Linked DNA regions of Sus scrofa: region 2 is linked to region 1. Evidence: chromatin contacts called from public Hi-C data. All regions are on one chromosome and are shown on one strand. The core of a region is the stretch at or near the end of the contact, and the rest is flanking DNA. Distances in the headings are between cores, read along the strand shown. Region 1 holds the start of PHLDA3 (pleckstrin homology-like domain family A member 3). Region 2 holds the start of CSRP1 (cysteine and glycine-rich protein 1).

What was found. Hi-C and Micro-C count contacts between places; a contact is called where the count stands out from the background.
Region 2: a Hi-C map of liver shows a contact between it and region 1, with 2.4 times the contacts expected there. The contact joins the promoter of CSRP1 here to the promoter of PHLDA3 in region 1. A contact is called at or near these places in 1 of 5 promoter capture datasets (liver), 19 of 47 Hi-C or Micro-C datasets (adipose tissue, alveolar macrophages, blood and 8 more) and 1 of 2 datasets of contacts at active chromatin or transcription factors (skeletal muscle).

What each region holds. Positions count from the first base shown.
Region 1 is chr10:23,825,544-23,828,695 of Sscrofa11.1, forward strand. PHLDA3 (pleckstrin homology-like domain family A member 3) reads right to left here and starts at 1,885. Exons shown (of 2, transcript XM_003357675.5): 1 at 1,271-1,885. The coding sequence starts at 1,702. The coding sequence ends at 1,331.
Region 2 is chr10:23,862,623-23,865,902 of Sscrofa11.1, forward strand. CSRP1 (cysteine and glycine-rich protein 1) reads right to left here and starts at 1,398. Exons shown (of 6, transcript XM_003357676.4): 1 at 1,083-1,398.

The DNA.
Region 1 (3,152 bases), core at 635-3,134:
CTGGTGAGAAAGAACAGCAATTAGGGCAGCAGACATGAGACGGGGCGATGAGCAGCCATAGGAGCTGTTTTACACTAGAGCTGCCCTACCCGACAGCAACCACACAACACCCTGGACCAAGGGTCCCTGAGGCCTGGGGGATCCAGAGGATCAGTTCCCAGGATGTAGGTCTGCTCCCGCCGGGCCTCAGCCTCCTGCCACTGCTCCAAAGAGGAGGGACCAGGAGGGTCAATGGGTGGGCAGCACCAACCAGCAGGTGCCTAGGCTTGCAGGGGGTCCACCTGGTAAGGTGAGAGGCTGCAATACGAGGGCGGTGGGGGGAGGGGAGGGGGCAGAGGGGCAGGAGATATAGGTTTTCAGTGACAGCCAGATCCTTCCCCAACCCTGCTCCTGGTTCCCACAGGAGGGAGCAGCATCTGGGGAAGAGGGCACAGGGCCGGGAGCCAGGGCTTCTGGGTTCTATTCCTGGTTCCTCCCCTCCGGCTTTCTGACCACAAACCCGCCCCCACCCCCTGCCCTACTGCCCAAGGAGGATTAAGACATCACAAATACCTCACCGTGAGGCCATCCCCCCACCCCCTCCTCGGTCCAGAACTCAGGGGCGCTCAGGGGCAGGTGGACAGGGCCACCCCTCTAGGCATCAGTGGCCTGGCCCGCCCATCCACCACATCCCCTGGGTTTCCCAACAGCTCAGCCCTGGGACCCAAAGCTCACAGTCAAGAGTGGGCAGTGAAGCTCCCAGGCCCGGCCTAGCCAAGCCCCCACCAGGAACCCACTTTGGGAGCTAGGACTCCCCCTTCTGGTCCCAACCTGGTGGGACCCTACTAGTTGAGGGCAGCTGTCCTCCTGCATCAATTCCTCGCTCACCCTCCCAACCAGCGCCATGCCAGCAGAAGGGGCGGGGCCAGTCCATGCCCCCTCTGCCCGCCCCTGGCCCCAGAAAGCCACAGCCCAGGAGCCCTGCCCTGGTGGGTAGGGGCCAGCAGCCTGCGGAGTTGTCCTGGCCTCCTCCACCTGAGTCAGGGCAGAACCAACCTGGGGAAGGCCCCTCCTGCCCACCTTCCTCAGAAGCAGGGGTCACTTTCAGGTCCCCACGCCTGGTGCCAGGGGAAAGTCAGGCTCTCCGCCCCAGGCCCAGCCCTTCCGGGCTCGGTGGCCCTTAGGAGGGTCCAGCTGTGAGGTGGCACGCGGGTGGGAGGCCCCCATTTTCTCCGCTGAGGAAAGGAAACGGGAGGGAAGAGAGAAGGGGACCTCGGACCCCAAGGCTCACCTGACACCACCTCCGCGCTGCGTCAATGGGCCGCGTGGAGCGGAGACGTCCGTCCGCGGCTTAAGACACCAGGGTCCCGGCCCCCAGGCTCTGCCGCGCGCGCACCGTCTGGATAGCCTGCTGGTTCTTGAACTTGACCAGGCCCAGGGTGATCTGCGCGTTCCAGCCGGGGTCCTCGAGCGGGCAGCGGAAGTCGATCTCGCCGCCGCCCTCGGTCACCAGCGTGAAGTAGATGTGGCGCCCCGTGCTCTCCACGCACTCCACCGCCTTGATGCGGGCGAAACTCAGCTCCTTGGGACGGCCGCCCGCGCCCTTGGCCTCGAAGAGCTGCAGCCCGCGCTCGGTGAGCACGCAACGCTTGCGCTTCCACAACTGCAGCAGCCCGCCACTGCGCTTCTCCAGCACGCCCTCCCGGAGCACGGCCGCCGTCATGGGCGCGGGCGCGGGGCCGGGCCGGGCCGCCCCGCCGGTTCTCCGCACGAGCTCCCCGCCGCTGCTCCGCGCCGACCCCGCCCCGGGCCCAAGAGCCCCGGCCGCGCGCTCACCCGATCGCTGGCCCGCTCGCTCCGCCGGCCGTCTGCGCGCTGGGCGGCCGCTCCGGGGATGTGCCCTCACATGTCCCGGGCCCGCCTCCTGCGCGGCGCATTCCTGCCCGGAGGGGGGCGGGCCTGCCCTCCCTCCCCTCCCCTCCCTTCCCCTCCCCTCCTCTCCCTTGCGCAGCCTGGCCGGCCTGGGGGCGGGGCGCGGTCATCCTGCGGGCCCTGGACGCCGGGCAAGGGGCGCAGGGACCGAGAGAGCTGCTGACCCACGGCCGGAGCCCTGGGGCCTCGCATCTGCCGCTCCTGGGACCACAGCTCCTCCAGATCTTGGACTCCGGGGGTCGCTGCTTGGGAGGAGGGGTTGCTCCGCGGTGGCACTGGTTGGGACTCGCACGGGGAGGGGTGGGGGCGCGCGCCAGACAGCTGCTGGATGCTTCCCAAACCCCCGTCTCTGCCCCCTTTCCCATCTTGGCCAGCTCCTGCCTGGCATTGCGAAATCAGAAAAATGAGGAAGATCCTGGGGTTGGGATGGGGGAAGGGGCTGGGAATCAAGCCCAAACTGGGTTCCGCCCCCAGGGGCAGATTTCTCAGTGCAGGGGCCCAAAGAGGCTGCCCGCAGCTGTCTCTGCTCCACGCCCACCCTCTTACTCCTGCCCCCATCCCAGTGCCAGCCTGGGACTGAGGAGTCTTGAGGTCCCTCAGCCTCCCTGCGGTGGAGGAGGGGGAGGAGGGACACACCCCCCCACCACCACCCACACACACACACTGGTGACCTGGCTAAGTCATTGCTGCATCCTCTTCGTCACATGGAGGGGGCCCTGGCTCAGCCCGCATAGATGTTGAGGGGCCGGGCCCAGCCCACATAGACTCCGCACCGGTGGAGTCAGCCCCAGGCCTGTGCTATTCCCCTTTGCAGATTCAGTGCTGCTCCCCCGAGCCCAGCCCCCTGGATACTGAGCTGAAGAGGGAGGGGGGAGGTAGGAAGAAGCCCCCTCCCCCATTTCTGGCTGGAGAGTATGGTGTGAAGGCCTGAGCTCTTCAGGTTTCAAATCTCAACTCTTCCTCCTGGGGGGGCCATGTCCAGCCCACCTTGGGCAACTTTTTTTTTTTTTTTTTTGGTCTTTTGTCTTTTGTCCTTTTAGGGCCGCACCCACAGCATATGGAGGTTCCCAGGCTAGGGGTCCAATCGGAGCTACAGTTGCCGGCCTACACCACAGCCACGCCAGATCGGAGCCTTGTCTGCAACCCACAGCTCACAGCAACGCTGGATCCTTAACCCACAGAGTGAGGCCAGGGATTGAACTCGAGACCTCATGGTTCCTAGTTGGATTCATTTCCGCTGC
Region 2 (3,280 bases), core at 148-2,647, 37 kb after region 1:
GCTCTCCCAGTGCCAACCCTACAGGAACTGAGCGTGAGAGGGAGGCGACCTGTTTAAGGCCACGGGTTCAGGATCAGGATCAGTTCCCCTTCCAACAACCTCTCACCGAGTGGGTTGCCGTGTTCACCAGAGCCGGGTGTACGGACCTCTGGGGGTAGGAGCCCAGGTGACGCCCTCTCAGCTGGGTGGGCCTAACCATCCACTCACACCCAGGGGCAGGGGTGCCCCCGCCTCCGGGGAGCTGAGCCACCCAGCCTCCTGCCTAGACCCAGATTTGATTAGATCACAACTGTTTGCAGAATTTGCACAACACTCTGGGGCCTGTGAGAGCAGATAAAACGCCTGCCTCGTGGTTGCTGGTGGGGCAATGGACTGCAACTTTCTCTAAGTGTGTTCCCCACTTCAGGGACTGAGGCCACCAAGCACTGTGGGTCCCTTCAGGCTCTGCGATGGTCCCCACTCCTTTAGACGAGCCGGCGGGGGCGGGAGTGAATGGGGCGCGCGCAGTGGGAGGTGGGGGGCAACTCCATCTAGTCTTTTGAAAAGAGTGAAACCAGCACCTGCGCTGCGCAGGGCAGGGCGCAGCTGCCACGGGCGGGCCCCCGAGGCCCGACGGTCCCCACCCTGCCCGCGGGCGCGTTCCCCCAGGGCAGAAGGGCGGGGGCTGCAAGAGGCTCCCACCCCCGCCGGACAACAAGCGTCAGTGCGCGCAGAATGGCCCATTGTTCCGCCTCGGGACCCGCAGGCGGTGGGGGGCGCCGGGCCGTCCCGGGACAGGGGCACGTGGGGGCCCTTTGTGTCCGGGGAACCCGGAGCGGGGAGGAGCCCCGCGCCTCCTGGAAAGAAACCCGCGCGGCCACTTGGCCCCACTCCTCGGCCTGCGCGGGCCCCGGCCGCCCGGTGTCGCGTCTACCCTCCCCTGCAGCCTCCCGAGAGGTGGCGGGACAAGAAGGCCGGGGGCGTCCAGCGCGCGCGGAGCCGGGGCGCGCAGAGGAGCCAGGGCGCTCGGGGGTAGGGGCGGAGGTTGCAGCGGAGCCCAGCGGGGTGGCCCAGAGGGGCTCGGCGAGACCCCGCGCACTCACCTGGCGGCGGTGGTGGCTGGGCTTTCGGTAGCGGCAGCGACAGCGGGCGGCGCTCTGGAAGCGGGGCTGGGCTCGTCCGGCCCGCGCGCCGTTTTGTTCCGCTCCCGGGGGGCGTGTCCCGGCCACGCCAACCAGTGGGCTTTGCACACTGCACCACACCAGCGCCGATGTCACCACACCGGGGCTGATGTCACCGCATCGGCGCTAAGGTCTTGGCGCAACCCCCCAACCCCCCAGCGGGGTCCCCAGGCCCGGGGCGACCCGGCTGCGCCCGGGGGACCCCCTGTGCCCCCGCCACGGAGGAAGCCGCGTCTCGCACGTGCCCGGAACTTCTCAGGGTTTCCTGGCGGCCGGATGCGAGAGGGTGGAGACACAAGTCTGAGAGCTAAGACTTCTGATAAAACCTGCGCCACAAGAGAAGGGGCGGGCGTGGATGGCGGTGGGGACGGTGGTGGGGTCTCACTTGTTCTGGCGGCAGGGTGGCAAGGACACATCTGAGCACCAGGGTAAGAGAGGCCTGAGTTCGGATCCCGCCCCTTCCGTGTACTAGCTGTTGCCCTGGCCTAGATTCCAAATCACCCCCCACCCCCGCCCACAGGCTCCGCATCTGTGAAGGAGCTGTAATCCACAGGGAAGGGGTGTGTTTTGGGGGGAGACGGGGCAGATCTTCTAAGCCTTCTACGCCCTCAGCAGTGGCCCTCGGTGAGTGTAACGCCCTCCTCCAGCAGCTCTTCCTTCTGGGCTTCCCCAATCTCCCCTGCTCTCCAAAGGAGGCTGCCCCACCCCTCCCCCAGAACAGCAGCTCTGAAAAGTGGGTGCCGCCCTCAGCAGCTCCCAGCCCTTCCTGTGCCTGCAGCAGCGGGCATCTCAGAGGTCAGAGCCGCCCGCTCCCTGCAGAGCTGTTCCTGGGTCAGGATAGAACCTCCACCTCTGTCCTGGGCAGAACAGCCCAGAAACCTGGGGCTCTGGAGGGAGAGGGAGTCACCCCCTGGCAGAGGGGTCCTGGTGGGGGGCAGAGCGAGCCCAGCTCTAAAGGAAGGTGCCGGAGTTCCCCTCGTGGCTCAGTGGTTAACAAATCCAACTAGGAACCATGAGGTGGCAGGTTCGATCCCTGGCCTTGCTCAGTGGGTTAAGGATCCGGCATTGCCGTGAGCTGTGGTGTGGGTAGCAGACGTGGCTCAGATCCCGCGTGGCTGTGGCTCTGGTGTAGGCCAGTGGCTACAGCTCCAATGAGACCCCTAGCCTGGGAAACTCCATATGCCACGGGAGTGGCCCTAGAAATGGCAAAAAGACGAGGAAAAAAAAAAAAGAAAAGAAAAAAATAAAAGAAGGTGCCATCTGCTCCCCCAAGTCCTGTTCGGAGGAACACGGAGACCTGAGAGAGACTGAGAACTTAGGGAGACAAAGCACTTCTTTGGGTCCGCGGTGTCGTAGCTCATTCACTGCATTTCCAGGTCGAATGGCACCCTTTGCACTGGGAGCACACCGAGTGGGGTGCAAACCACACTCAGACCTCGGCGCACATTTCGCTGTGCTGTGCCTGCTCCCCGGGTGCCCTGCTGTTTGCCCTCATGGGCTCCAGTGTCTCTGAGAAGGAAGCCTCCTCTCGCCCATGGCTGTGGCCCCGGGGGCAGGTCTTGGAGGGCTGCTGGGCAGCTGGTGGCCCTTCCTCCGGGTCACGCACAGGTGCAGCTGCCACATCTTCCAGCCTGGACAGGTGTCGAGGCCTCAGACCCTCACAGGCCTCATTTACAGCCCCAGGTGGCCGAATCATCTCTCCTCCAGGAATAAAATCAAGCATCTTAGAATCCAGAAAATGAGGTGTTTATCTGGGCTTTTCTGACTTCCTGGCCTAAGAAACAGCTTTCTTTGGGCCAGGCCCATCATGCAAACAGGGCCTCCAAGGAGTTCCCGTCGTGACGCAGCAGAAGCGAATCCAACTAGGAACTATAAGGTTATGGGTTCGATCCCTGGCCTCGCTCAGTGGGTTGAGGATCCGGCGTTGCCGTGAGCTGTGGTGTAGATCGCAGATGCAGCTCGGATCTGGTGTTGCTATGGCTGTGGGGTAGGCCAGCAGCCGTAGCTCCGATGAGACCCCTAGCCTGGGAACCTCCATATGTCATGGGTGTGGCCCCCAAAAGACAAAAACAAACAAATAGGGCCTCCAAGATTGGGATCACTGACCGACCAGGATTTCT